Regions from separate parts of the Mus musculus genome. Here region 1 is linked to region 2. Evidence: chromatin contacts called from public promoter capture Hi-C data. All regions are on one chromosome and are shown on one strand. Each heading gives the region's core, a stretch centred on a gene start, on an enhancer-like site or on the middle of the called end of the contact. The rest is flanking DNA. Distances are from core to core; before and after follow the strand shown. Region 1 holds the start of Zfp647 (zinc finger protein 647). Region 2 overlaps Gm35933 (a long non-coding RNA gene).

Region 1 (6,794 bases), core at 1,916-4,415, 74 kb after region 2:
TTAGTGACGGGTTAGCAGTTAAATGTGAGCTGAACTACAATGAACAGTGTGGCTCAATTGGTGGCGGCCGTGGTGGTGGTGGGTTTTGTTTGTTCATTTGGTTTGGTTTAGTTGGTTGGTTTTTCGAGACAGGGTTTCTCTGTATGTCCCTGGCTGTCCTGGAACTCACTCTATAGACCAGGCTGGCCTCGAACTCAGAAATCCACCTGTCTCTGCCTCCCAAGTGCCAGGGATTAAAGGCGTGCGCCACCATGCCAGGAGGCTCAATTTTTAAATTCTGAGTGTGCATGTGTGTGTGTATGTGTGTGTGTGTGTGTGTGTGTGTGTGTGTGTGTGTGTGTGTGTGTGTGAGAGAGAGAGAGAGAGAGAGAGAGAGAGAGAGAGAGAGAGAGAGAGTGATTGAGTGCAGGTACCCACAGAGACCAAAGGAGTTGGATCCCCCTGGAGTGGAAGTTACAGGCAGTTGTGAGGTGCCTGACATAAGTACTGGGAATCAAACTCAAATCTTCTGGAAGAGATATGAATGCTCTTAATGCTGAGCCATCCCACTTAGCTATCTCAGCTTTTTTTTTAATCAATATTTTACTTTTATGAGTTTTGACTGCATGTATATCTGTACACCACCTGCATGCAGTACCCATAGAAGACCAGAAGAGGGCGGCAGATCCCTGGAATTGGAGTTACAGGTTGTGTACTTATATGGAAGTGCTGGTACCTGAACTGTTTACTTGGCAGATCCAGTGCTCCTAACCACTGAGTCTCCTCTCCAGCCTCCCTGACTCCATGTTTAATGGAGGCGTTAGCCTCAGACTGCCTTCTCTTTGTGAGCCCACATGTAGACCAGAAAGCCTTTTCTGATAAGAAAGCCTGGGCGCTCTTCCTTTGGCTTTCCTAACCAGTGAAGCCATAAGACCCTCTGGTCCAGTCTTAGAAACAGCCGTGCAGATGGTTGTTTTAGTTGGCTGCCATTGCTTTGACAAGCGCATGGCAAAGGAAACTTAAAAAGGGTTTCCTGTGGTTCAAAGGCCAGGTACAGTCCACGATGGTGGGAAGATGTATGCATGCGTTTGAGGCAGCTGGTCACATTGCATCTGCAGTCGCAGAGAGGACAGCCATGCATGCTCAGACTCGGTTCAGCCCTCCTCATTCAGTCAAGAATCTAACTCATGAAACACATTTAGGGCGGGTCAGCCCACCTCAACTTAATCTAGGCAATTCCTTACAGACATGCCCAGAGATTGGTTCCCATGAAGGCGAGAAGATCAGCCATCAGACTACCTTAGTCAAGGTCTCTTTGTTCTTTCAAGCAATTTTGGACCCATGTAGAGAGAGACATGCCTGACTCTCCCCAGAGAGCTCAACTGTATCAATGATGTATATATCCATACCCTCCAAAATATTTTTAGCCCCCCCCCCTTCCCTCATGTCTCGTGGACATCCGTGGCCTCTCTATATTGTGACTGCTTTAAAACTAGCTGCCTCGGGGACTGGTGAGATGGCTCAGTGGTTACGAGATCTGACACTCTCTTCTGGTGTGTCTGAAGACAGCTACAGTGTACTTATATATAATAAATAATAAATCTTTAAAAAAAAAAAAAACAGCCAGGCACTTGGGAGGCAGAGGCAGGTGGATTTCTGAGTTCGAGGTCAGCCTGGTCTACAAAGTGAGTTCCAGGACAGCCAGTGATATACAGAGAAATCCTGTCTCGAAAAAACAAAAACAAAAAAACCTGGCCCCCTCTGGGGCACACACACTTTAAAAATCCAAGAACAAAAACCTGGAGGCTCCATCACCCTGATCCACAAGAGCTGTTCTTGCTCCCTATCTCCCAGACATTTCCTCCTCCAGCCCCATGCTTTGTGTGTAGCCTCAGCTGTCCTGGAATTTGTTCTATAGACCAGGCTGGCCCCAAACTCACAGAGATTGGCCCTCTGACTCTGCCTCTGCCTCCTCTGCCTCTGCCAGTATTTTGTAACAGAAGACACGTAACCACTACAATTAGAGAAATAAAAATTGAAGCCATAACGGAGGGTAGGATCGAGTGCTACTGAGATACTATATGCTTATACTAGAGTCCCTGACTTTAATTTCCAGCAGAGAATATGTGTGCATACAGGGCCACTAAGGGTCAGTCTGAGGAGCTGCGCACCACGGTATTTTGTTGTTTTATCTTTTGAAAGGGCTTCTCAACAGGTCAGAACCTGAAGCTTGCCAGTGACTCTAGACTGGCTGGCCAGAGAGCCCTACACAGCTCGGCCTTGTTCCGCCTCCCCTGTGCTGGGGTTCTAAGCAAGCACTATTACACCCAGCCTTTTCACATGGATACGAGTGATTAAACTCAGCCTCGTGCACGTTTGTCAAACACCCAGTCTGTTGTACATTCCTCTAGCCCTGGAATAACTCAATTTTTTTTAAAGATTTATTTCATGTATGTGAGTACACTGTAGTTGTCTTCAGACACACCAGCAGAGGGCATCAGATCCCATTACAGATGGTTGTGAGCCACCATGAGGTTGCTGGGAATTGAACTCAGGACCTCTAGAAGAGCAGTTAATGCTCTTAACCGCTGAGCCTCTCTCCAGCCCCGAATAACTAAATTTCTAAAAGCCTGCTTACACCAAGTGTGGGCAAATACAAACAACAATTGGAACTGTCATACACTGCTAGTCTAGGGAATGTGTTGATGAGGACACAAGACAGACTGGCCGTCCCTTAAGAAGTTGAACACACACTACACTGTAAACTAAACCCAAGCAGCCCGAGTCAGCCTGATGGGTCTCGAGACCAGTGGTCCAGGCTGCCTGGCCACCAGGGAAATCGCTAGAGGGCAAGCACAGATCTTGGCGGAAGTGACCGAAGGCCCTCGGGAGAAGAGGGGCGGCAGGGAGGGGGCGAGGCCGGGAGGCACTCGGATTTGTAGGGACTGCGGCCGCCGCTTCCGCTACAGCCTCAAAGAGCAGGCGCGGTCCGGGTCAGCACGCGGTCTCTCTAGGCACAGCGGAGGCCTACGCTCTCGGTGGCCCCGGGGCGCAGGGCATCAAGTCCTGCAAGAAGAGCTGGAGGCGGACGGCCATCCGATCCTCCCGCGTCCCGGTCCGGGACTTGGGGTGGGGGTTGGGGGTGGGGACCTAGGGGCGGGGTCCCCTGAGATTGACGACTGCGCAGACGGGGCGGGACGGCCCCTTTGTCTTAGGGAGCCGAAGCTGCCGCCACAGGGCGAGAGGTTGCGGCAGATGGTGAGTGGCGCTCTGTCGGCTGCGCGGGACCCTCTCCTTCATCCGCACCCAAAGCTCCGCGCCCTCGCGTATGCCAGCCCTTCCCCCCGATGGATGGCTGCGGCCGGGCTGCTGACCCAGGCTGCACCCTCCGGTCCCTCGAACCCTCCAGGCCCCTCCCCGGGACCCTTCGCGGTGGCTCCCGCTAGCCCGGTCCGGAGTTCAGACGGTTCTGATGTGCATACGGTTTCCTACTGGTTGGTTAATTTGGTTTGGCTTGGGCAGTGGATGAGGTTTTGTCTGGTGAAATAACCGCGTCCCAGACTGCCCTGGAAGTCCTGGGTTCGCACGATCCTCTCCCATAACCCGGACTACAGTCAGGGCCACCATACAGCATTTTAAGTCCCATGCATCCTCAGCAGCGAAGGACATTTCTTGTCAAACTGAAGGTGCTCCGCTCTGCTCCCCATTAGCCCAGCTTCTTCTTGGATTTGTTTTATTTTTCTGCTGTTGCTCTCTTGTTACTTTGCAAAGGCCCCTTTTAATGGATGACAACTTCTCTAACGTGGCATTTTCTTGTTTAATTTTTTTATATGTATTTATGTGCTTTGCCTGCGTGTGTATCTGTACTGTATATCATGTGCATGCCTGGTGCCAACGGAGGCCAGAAGAGGGCATCGGGTTCCCTGGAATTGGCTGTGAGCCGCCATGTGGGTGCTGGGAATCAAGTGTGGGTCCTAGACGGGGGAAAAAAACGTGTGCTCTTAACCGCTGAGCCATCCCTCCAGCCTCCACATGTATGGCTCAGTTAGACACCTGAATCTGGATGTGCTGATGAGTGCTGCCATCCCCATCTCTGCCGCTTAGTAGCTTACTTGGTGAGTTCCAGGCCAGTAAGAGACCGTATTTCCCCGCCCCCGCCCCCCCCCCCCCCAATGGTGAAAGGTTTCTAAGGAATAACACCTAAGGTTGTCTGCTGGCCTCTATGTGCTTGCTGATGTGTAGGTACGCACGCACACACAGGAAAATTGTATACAATAATAGCTCCCTTGTATGTGGGCGATGAAGTATGGGCACAGCTGTATTCTCTAAGGCCAGAGAAGGACATTGGATGTCATGCCCACTGGCCCATCTCCCCAGCCCACAGTAGTTCTTTTAAATGTTACTCTGCCTAGCATCCTGACATAGTGAATGCATAGTGACACTAGAAGCAGTTTCCTGTGGAGCTCTCTAGAATGATTGGAATCAGGCACTCCTACTAATGCGTGTGGACATTCCTGTCACTAACATAAAAGGAAGGTTCCCCTGAGCTCCACTATAGAGATACTTAAAGCTGGGTGGACATTAGTTCTGATATTTTGCACACTGGGGATTTCCTTGTAGGGGACACAGAGAAGTGGAATGGGACTAACAGGTTAGAGCTAATAAGCCACCTTACCACCATATAGGTGACCAGTCCCTGGGGCTTTCTTGCCATACAGATGTTTCAATTTCCACCTCTGCGTTTGTCTTTTAGCTGTTTGCATTCCTGGTCAGATTGACCACCAGCTTGTATTCTTTTTCTGTATGTTAAAAACACACTTCCCTATGGGTTTTTTTTTTTTTTTTTTTTTTGCTTTCTTGTTTGTTTGTCTGTTTTTTACTCCATTGAGAAAGTGTCTTCTTTGATTTTATTTACTTATTTTACAACTAGAAGGATCTTGGTATTGGTTTTGTTTTATGGGCAAAATATTTCCCATTACAGTATTTTGGCTTCTTGCTGTGTTTTAAGGGGCTTCCTTACTTCAAGATTATTTTTCTAAATAATCCGATTTTGTCTGGTACTTGTAGAGTACTGATTCTATATGGAATTTATGTAGATAAGGGATGAAATTAGAATCCAGCTTCTCTCCTCTCCCCCTCAATCGTCCCCACTAACAGTATCTGTTGGATACTTTATCTTTTTGCTTACTTGAAAACGCACCGGTGTCTTACACTAAATTCTTCCCTGTGCTCGGGCCTATTTGGGGAGGAATCTTGTGGTTCTCAGATGTGTCTATTTTATTTTGTGTGTACAGATGTTTTGCTTGTGTGCATGTCTATGTACCACATGTGTACAGTTCCTGAGGAGACCAGCAGAGGGCGTCAGATATCCTGGAACTGGAGTGACAGATGGCTGTGAGCCTCCATGTAGGTGCTGGGAATTGAACCCAGAGTCTCTAGAAGGACAGCCATTGTCTCTGCCCCTATTTTGGGAGTTTCAGGTGGTTTTGATGTGCATAAGGGTTTTTTGTTCAGTTGTGTGGTTGGTTGCTAGCTTTTTGAGACAGGGTTTCTCTGTGTAGCCTTGGCTAGCCTGGAAGACATCTATCTCTGTAGAGATAGATGTCTGGTGTCAAACTCACAGAGATTCACCTGTTTCTGCTTCCCAAGTGCTGGGGTTAAAGGCGTGTGCCACTACTGCCCAGCATACATTAGGTTTCTTATTGGTTGGTTAATTTGGTTGGTTAATTTGGTTGGACTTGAGGTGTGGATGTGGAGTTTTGTTTGGTGAACTCACCCAGTCTTTTTTTTTTTTTTTAAGATTTATTTATTTATTATATGTAAGTACACTGTAGCTGTCTTCAGACACTCCAGAAGAGGGCATCAGATTTCATTACAGATGGTTGTGAGCCACCATGTGGTTGCTGGGATTTGAACTTGGGACCTTCGGAAGAGCAGTCGGCGCTCTTAACCACTGAGCCATCTCGCCAGCCCTCACCCAGTCTTTAAAACAAAAATAGATTTGTTTAGTATACCACAAAGTGCACAGGAACACGGCAGATAGAGAACTGCCTGAGTATACTGTGGGCTGTGGGCTGCCAGACTGGTCAGGGATGGTCATGGGTAGAGAGGGTAAGTCACTTTGTCTGCAGCTTCTCGCTATGCAAACGAGGGCAATTCTGGTATGCAGTTTCAGGTCATTCTCTTTGGCTTTTGTTCCATGGTGGAGCTGTGGCTTTTTGGCCTGAAGATGCTCTCTGGTCCAGGCGTGTATTGGAAATCCATTCCCTTTCTGGTCTGTCTCCCACGCAGACTTTCCCCCACAGTGTGTGCCTGATTTCCTTTGAGACATGATTCCTGGGTGGCCCCTGCTGACCTGGAGCTCTTAAGATCCTCCTGCCTCAGCCTCCTCGGTTCTGGGATTACAGGTTTCAGCCTCCATGTACAGCTTGATGTGTCTTCTTTGTCATTTTTTAAAAATCTCAAAATCTTTTGTCTTGGACCCACTTTGTGGCATTTTATTGAGGATTGTGTAAAGATTTAATTTTAATATTTAGCAAAATACTTAAGCACTTAGTTAATCATCTGTTTTTCTAGCAATTTTGAGTCTCTCCCCGAACAAGCAACTGTGCTCATTTCTGTCCCTGAACTGTTTATTCTTCTCCTGCTTCTTTTCCTTTTTGCTTGGTTGGTTGGGTTTTTTGTTTATTTGAGACAGAATCTTCCTATGTAACTTAGTCCTAAAGCCACCAAGATCTTTTATAAAAACGTTGATTGGTGGATAGGATGTGGTAGCACATGACCTTAATCCCTGGCACTCAGGGGGCAGAGGCAGG
Region 2 (6,789 bases), core at 1,937-4,436:
GTCTACAGTCTAGGTGTAGGGGGACATGGCTACAGTCTAGGTGTAGGGGGACATGGCTACAGTCTAGGTGTAGGGGGACATGGCTACAGTCTAGTTGTAGTGGGACATGGCTACAGTCTAGGTGTAGGGGGACATGGCTACAGTCTAGGTGTAGGGGGACATGGCTACAGTCTAGGTGTAGGGGGACATGTCTACAGTCTAGGTGTAGTGGGACATGGCTACAGTCTAGGTGTAGTGGGATATGTCTACAGTCTAGGTGTAGTGGGACATGTCTACAGTCTAGGTGTAGTGGGACATGTCTACAGTCTAGGTGTAGGGGGACATGTCTACAGTCTAGGTGTAGGGGGACATGGCTACAGTCTAGGTGTAGTGGGACATGGCTACAGTCTAGGTGTAGGGGGACATGGCTACAGTCTAGGTGTAGTGAGGCATGGCTACAGTCTAGGTGTAGGGGGACATGTCTACAGTCTAGGTGTAGGGGGACATGGCTACAGTCTAGGTGTAGGGGGACATGGCTACAGTCTAGGTGTAGGGGGACATGGCTACAGTCTAGGTGTAGGGGGACATGGCTACAGTCTAGGTGTAGGGGGACATGTCTACAGTCTAGGTGTAGGGGGACATGGCTACAGTCTAGGTGTAGGGGGACATGGCTACAGTCTAGGTATAGGGGGACATGGCTACAGTCTAGGTGTAGGGGGACATGGCTACAGTCTAGGTGTAGGGGGACATGGCTACAGTCTAGGTGTAGGGGGACATGGCTACAGTCTAGGTGTAGGGGGACATGTCTACAGTCTAGGTGTAGGGGGACATGGCTACAGTCTAGGTGTAGTGGGACATGGCTACAGTCTAGGTGTAGTGGGACATGTCTACAGTCTAGGTGTAGTGGGACATGTCTACAGTCTAGGTGTAGTGGGACATGTCTACAGTCTAGGTGTAGGGGGGACATGTCTACAGTCTAGGTGTAGGAGGGAAGGTTGTGATGACGGTTCTTAGGCTTGGATCTGCCCCATGAAGCTTTTTACAGAGTTTGGATGCTGGGATACAGGGCTGAAGGGCTATGACTATGCATTACCATGTTCCATCGTAGCCCTAAGGGCTAGGGACGTACCAGAGCACATGGCATCTCTCTTTCATACTTCGTGAATGTTCCTGGAAGTCCTGTGGCTGTCTGTCTTAGGGTTTCTATTGCTTTGAAGAGACACCATGACTGTGGCAATTCTTATAAAGAAAAAACATTTAATTGGGGCTGGCTTACAGTTTAAGCAGCTTAGTCCATTATCATCATGGCAGTGTGCAGACAGATAGTCATGGTATTAGAGAAGGAGATGCGAGCTCTACATCTTGATCTGCAGGCAGCAGAAGGGACTGTGTGCCATACTGGGAATAGCTTGAGCAAATGAGACCTCAAAGTCTATCCCCACAGTGACACTTCTTCCAACAAGGCTACACCTCCAAATAGTAACACTCCCTGTGAACTAAGCATTCAAACGCATGAGTCTATAGGGGCCATTCCTATTCAAACCATCACATTGTCATTGTCAACTTGCAACTTCAGTTGCATCCCCACCCAGCACCACCTAGCCTTCTATCTGTCCATCCCTCTATCTGCCTTTTGATCCATACATCCTTCTCCCCCATAGACCCTCCACCCATGTCCACCCAGCTACACACTAATCTAATCCTCCGCCATTATTCCTATCTGCTCTCTCTTTCATCCATCTACATCTGTCTGTTGCCAGTCTACTCACAACCACCCACCTATTCATCCATCTGTCTGCCTTCCCACCCATCCATCTAACCATTGGTTAACCCATCTACAAACCCATCCACCCTTCACCCTTCTACCCTTCCCAGGCTTGCAGTTGCTCAGCAGATCTACTGACTAGGAATTGTAGGTCATGGGTGGTCACCCCACTTCTTGCTTTGGATGCAAGGACATAAGACATCCAGCAAAGAGGTGTAGCCCTGCAGAGCAAGAGCTGTGTCTATTACCTGCCTGCTATGTGCTCTGGTATGTCCCTCAGTTTTCCCATCTATTTAATGGGCCATGCATTACAAACTAAGTAGCACATGAATGTACTCAGCACAATTGGGCTCAGGGATTTGGGAGCTCTACTGTCTGGGTTAAATCCTGGTTCTATGACTTTGAAAGCCGTATGACCTTGCTCAGGAGACCTAAGCTCTCATAGCCACAGTTTCTCAGCCGGACACAGGGTTGCGTGGAGGGCCAAATACAGACATGATGCTAGTGCTGGAACACTCTTTCTACTCATCCTCAACCAAAACAATCTGTTAAAATAGGTGTTGCTAAAATTCCTTCCCCTGGGAAGACTTAAGCAACATCTACCCTTTCTCCTAAGGTCCCAACGACAAACCAAGGCACAATTCCACCAAGTTCATTCCAAGGAACCGAAGACTTAATTGGGCATCTTTCCTGAGCCTAGGTAAGGGAATTCCTTACCTGTATATAATACTCCTCCCACAAGCACTGCACCTGAAAAGCGTTACCTAGCAGGGATGAGGTTTTCCCACGTGGCTCCACTCGAGTCTTCCCCCACACGCATGTAACCCCAGGGATCATACTCTATTTCTTTTTACATACTCTAACCCTTCCCCAAGGCCCCACATAGAGTTGTCCGTCAGTAGGGAGGAGCAGTTGGAAGCTGTGAGTCCGAAGGTGGGGGTCGAGGGTCTAAACTATCAGCAAGCCTGCCCGGAATAATCTCAGGCAAGGAGACACAGCTGAACGGCCCAAGATGGCCGTCTCTCAGATCAAAGGACAGCCAGTCACATCAAGGGGAGGGGGGAATAAGTAAGGCTCAGAGAGGTAAAGAACTGGCCTGCGGCCAATCGGCCAGGAGAGACTGGACTGTATCCAAGTGTCCTGAGGCGGGCAGCAGCGATTGGTTCTCACAGGGGCCCGGACCTTACTTGTTCCCATGCCCCGCTCTGGCACACAGTGGTCTAGATTTTATTCCTGTCCTATCTGGTCACTGAGCTCCCTTGATATTTCAAACCCCAGGGGCTTCTGTGTGGCACTCCCAGTCTGAGGGCTCCTGAGCCTCCAGAGATCTTCAGGGATAGTTGTGCATCACCGCACGATCCCGATTCCTCATCCCAGCCCGCCACGGGGAGAAGCAACCAAGCTTCCCTGCACAGCGCCCCCACAGTCTCTGCTCCCTTAGGGCACAAGGGATGCCCGAGGGTGGCATGGGCGGGGAGTCGGGGAGGGCAGGAGCTACTCTTGGCTGTCTGGCAACCCTCCCTCCTGGCAGCCAGCTCCCGGCGGCTGCAGCCCCAGCTTACAGTGGCTTTGAGCACACTGGGAAAACAGAGGCACCTCATGTCCCCCGGTCACAAACTGCTTTTCCACTCTCAAAGGGGACAATTGTTCTGACCTCCTGGGACCGTGAAGGTGACAGGAGTATGTATGTAAAGTCCCCAGTGCCACTGACTCTGAAGACTTTCAGCTCCTTTCCCCCTACAATGGAAAAGAGCCTGCGGGAATCCCTAAGCCGGCCGGCCGGCAGCATCCATTAGGAGACTCCAGGGCACTGGCTCTCAACCTGTGGGTCACGACCCCTTTGGGGTGGGGTGGGGTAAGCATATCTGATATTCTGCATATCAGGTCTTCACATGATGATTCATAACAGTAACAGATTTAGTTATGAAGTAACAATGAAATAATTTTATGGCTGAGGGTCGGCACAACATGAGGAACTAACTATATGGAAGGGTCTCTTGGGGCTTGAGAGGCAGAGGCCAGGATCTTTTCCATACCATGCATTTGGATTCATTCCATCCCAATTCCAACACATACCTGCTGAGCCTACTGGTTCAGATCCAGTGCTGATATTGCAATAGTGAGCATATTGATTGATGTTGGTCATAGGTGCTGCAGTAGAGAGAGAAGCTCACCAAAATGCTAAGACTTCGTTTCCAAAGGAGCAGAGGAGTTCAGCCTTCTTGGGAAAGACTGACACCCAAGTAGCTCACTCCGGTTATTTTATTCAAACATTATACAAGGTTAATTGGGGCTGGGAAAGATTCCAGCTGCCAAAGTTATCTTGCCCTTGCTTCCAGTGTGAGCAGACAACTATTAAGGCCTAGGTAAATTATTAAGGCCCTAGATAGAATGTTAAGGCCTAGGTAAAATGTTAAGGCCCAGGTAACTGTTACATGGCTAGCCTACCATTATAAGGAAATGTTCTCATATTTTTCTGCTGTTACTAGGGAAGTTTCTAATGCCAAGTTGATTACATGTTCTGTTATGTTCTGTGTCCTTGAAAACCAATCAGGATGGAAGTCAGTGGAACTGCTTGTACCCACAATAGGCTTGACCCCAGTCAACCACCCAGCAGCAATTCCTGCACTTGTGTATACGTTTTTACGGTAGAAGCTGCCCCTGGGGTAGACCTTAACATAAGAGAGACACCTGCACCGATATAAGAGACTATGTGGAATAAGGCGTCCATTTTGAGTCACGGTCACGTAAAGTTTAAGTTCCCAAGACCTCCCTGGGAACAGACATCCTACTTGGCAGAAAGAGACATGTATGTGGATAACTGACATCCTGGTTAGCAAGGCATGAATGTTAGACAAGGCAAGCCCCCTGCCACAGTTGAATACCCCAACCAATGGGAGCAGGATAAATATACAACAAAGACTTGTTCCTAAGGAAATCCTTATCCCTAAATCCTGATTGGTGGGACAACTTGACACAGATGTTTGTAGATCTCACGCTTTAAAAAGCCCTGTAGGACCTTAACTTGGGGTCATGGTTCAATTCCCGAATCTGGACCATGAATCTGATCAACCAGCCCTGGGGCACATTCTCAATAAACTATCCCTGCCTGACTGAGATGGGTGTTAGTGTGGCTTGGGAGGCGATTACTGGGCCCCTATAACAATTCACACAAATCTCGGTCCCTTTTGAATAGGGCTAGCCATAATCAAAAGAAAGAACTCTGGGTTTGCCAGGAGTGACTTTGTACCAAGGTCAGTACAGCTGCATGTTCTCACATAGCTCCAAGGGCAGATTCTCTAGAAAGACAGCATTGCTTCAAGGTTCAAACAGTCTCAAAGCAACGTCTCAGCCTCTATTGATCGACCCAAACATAGCAAAGGCTTTGCTAAAAGAAAGCCAGACAGAAAGACTTTGCTCTGCGTTTCACTGTTATGTCCAAGTTGCAGGGACCCCCAAAGACCACCGAGGAGCCAGTTCAAATGCAAACACACAGGGTCTTTTATTACAAGGTCCCAAGCAAGGTGTTTCACTGTCCCTGTCACAGAGGGTCAGAGTGAGAGCCCCAAGTCTAGGCGGTGCAGGCTTTTTATTGTGGTTACAGAAAGCTTGGAGATTTTCCATACAGGTCAGCAAGTTAATATTTTTAAAAGCTGCATTTCCGACTTAATCTGCAGGAACTGAATACGTGGGCAGAACCACCTGACAAATAGGATGGTTAGGCTATCAGTTCTCTGCAGGATCTCTTAGGTTACCTGTATGTACTTGGTCCTGCCATTGTAGCCTGGCTGTTGCTAAAGGGGTGAGGGAAAGTTATAGGGTGTTTGCCTAGGTGGAGTTTGTGATTTTCTTCCTGGAATTGGAATTTAGCCCGTGGTCTCGCACAAAATGGCATTTCTTCGAAAAACAGAGTTGGTGGGGCACTGTGAGTGTACTCACAGCCTAGGAAGCCGAAGTCCAGGTGAGGTGGGCAGACTCCAGATGCAGGGCCAGCACAATGTCTCCAGTCTAAAAGTCAGAACCACAAGAATGCCCCAAAGTCTAAGAAAATCTTAACACCAACATGATAGCACCAGCAGCAGTGCCACACCTGACCTGGTGAGAAGAGTCAGAGAAGTTTGCAAATATGAACCTGGATGTAAACGGTCAGAGAAGCAAACAGGAACCTGGGAGTGTGTGATGCCCCACACCTGTAAGCCCACCTCCCCTCCAGCACTGGAGGCACGGAAGCAGAATTGTGAGTTCTGGAACTAGCGTGGGCTGCAGAAAAAAAGAGAGATCTTGTCTCAGGAAGTATAAAACATGTAGATTAAAAGTACTGCACAGAGCTGGGGGTGTGGCTCAGTTGGTAGGATGCGCATCCTGGCAAACACGAGGCTCGGCGCTCCAGCCCAGAGGCCACATGAAGCAACCAGGCGAGGTGGTGCTCACTTGTGATCTCAGCCCAGAGACGGGCAGGTCACTGGGGCTCACAGGCCACTTGACCAGCTCCAGGCTAGTGAGAGACCATCTCAAAAAATAAAGGGAACACTTAGGAGGCAGAAGCAGGTGGGTCTCTGAGACTCAGAGCTAGCCTGGTATACATATGGAGCTGTAAGACAGCCAGGACTACATAGAGAGACCCTACCAACCCCCCCCAAAAAGTGGGTGAGGAACCAGTGTGCTGGAGAAACACCACGTAGGGGCTATACTTTGCCTTCCACGTGTGCAAAATACATATCTGCTTGTATATGCATGAGTGTGTGCACACACATACACGGGAAATGTCAGGCAATGTATGAGGTGCATAGGTCACATGAGTTAGTCATGCTTAGATTTGGGTACCACCACCACCCCCACTTATCTCATTATGAATCTACAAATTTTTTAAAGATTTATTTTATGTATATGAGTACACTGTAGCTGTACAGATGGTTGTGAGCCTTCATGTGGTTGCTGGGAATTGAATTTAGGACCTCTGTTTGCTCCAGTCAACCCCGCTTGCTTCGATAAGTAAGTACATTGTAGCTGTCTTCAGACACACCAGAAGAGGACATCAGATCTCA

What was found. Promoter capture Hi-C pulls out the DNA fragments that hold promoters and counts their contacts.
Region 1: a promoter capture Hi-C map of hippocampal neurons shows a contact between it and region 2, with 2.6 times the contacts expected there. The contact joins the promoter of Zfp647 here to the enhancer-like site in region 2. A contact is called at or near these places in 7 of 39 promoter capture datasets (3T3-L1-derived adipocytes, cranial neural crest, embryonic stem cells and 4 more), 2 of 15 datasets of contacts at CTCF or cohesin (the NIH/3T3 cell line and embryonic stem cells), 5 of 484 Hi-C or Micro-C datasets (cortical neurons, embryonic stem cells, myocytes and 1 more), 3 of 115 datasets of contacts at active chromatin or transcription factors (all in embryonic stem cells) and 3 of 9 other capture datasets (adipose tissue, embryonic stem cells and pancreatic islet).

The regions. Positions count from the first base shown.
Region 1 is chr15:76,921,819-76,928,612 of GRCm38.p6, reverse strand. It overlaps Zfp647 (zinc finger protein 647), which reads left to right and starts at 3,165. Exons shown (of 5, transcript NM_172817.3): 1 at 3,165-3,237.
Region 2 is chr15:76,995,493-77,002,281 of GRCm38.p6, reverse strand. It overlaps Gm35933 (a long non-coding RNA gene), which reads right to left. Exons shown (of 3, transcript XR_384211.4): 3 at 5,292-5,752. Among named protein-coding and RNA genes, the nearest start is that of Gm35933, 11 kb to the right of the region's middle. Within about 2 kb of position 3,186, at least 32 of the 459 cell types and tissues checked have an H3K27ac peak or open chromatin away from gene starts, as enhancers often do. A contact at or near this core is called in hippocampal neurons, where this site is marked.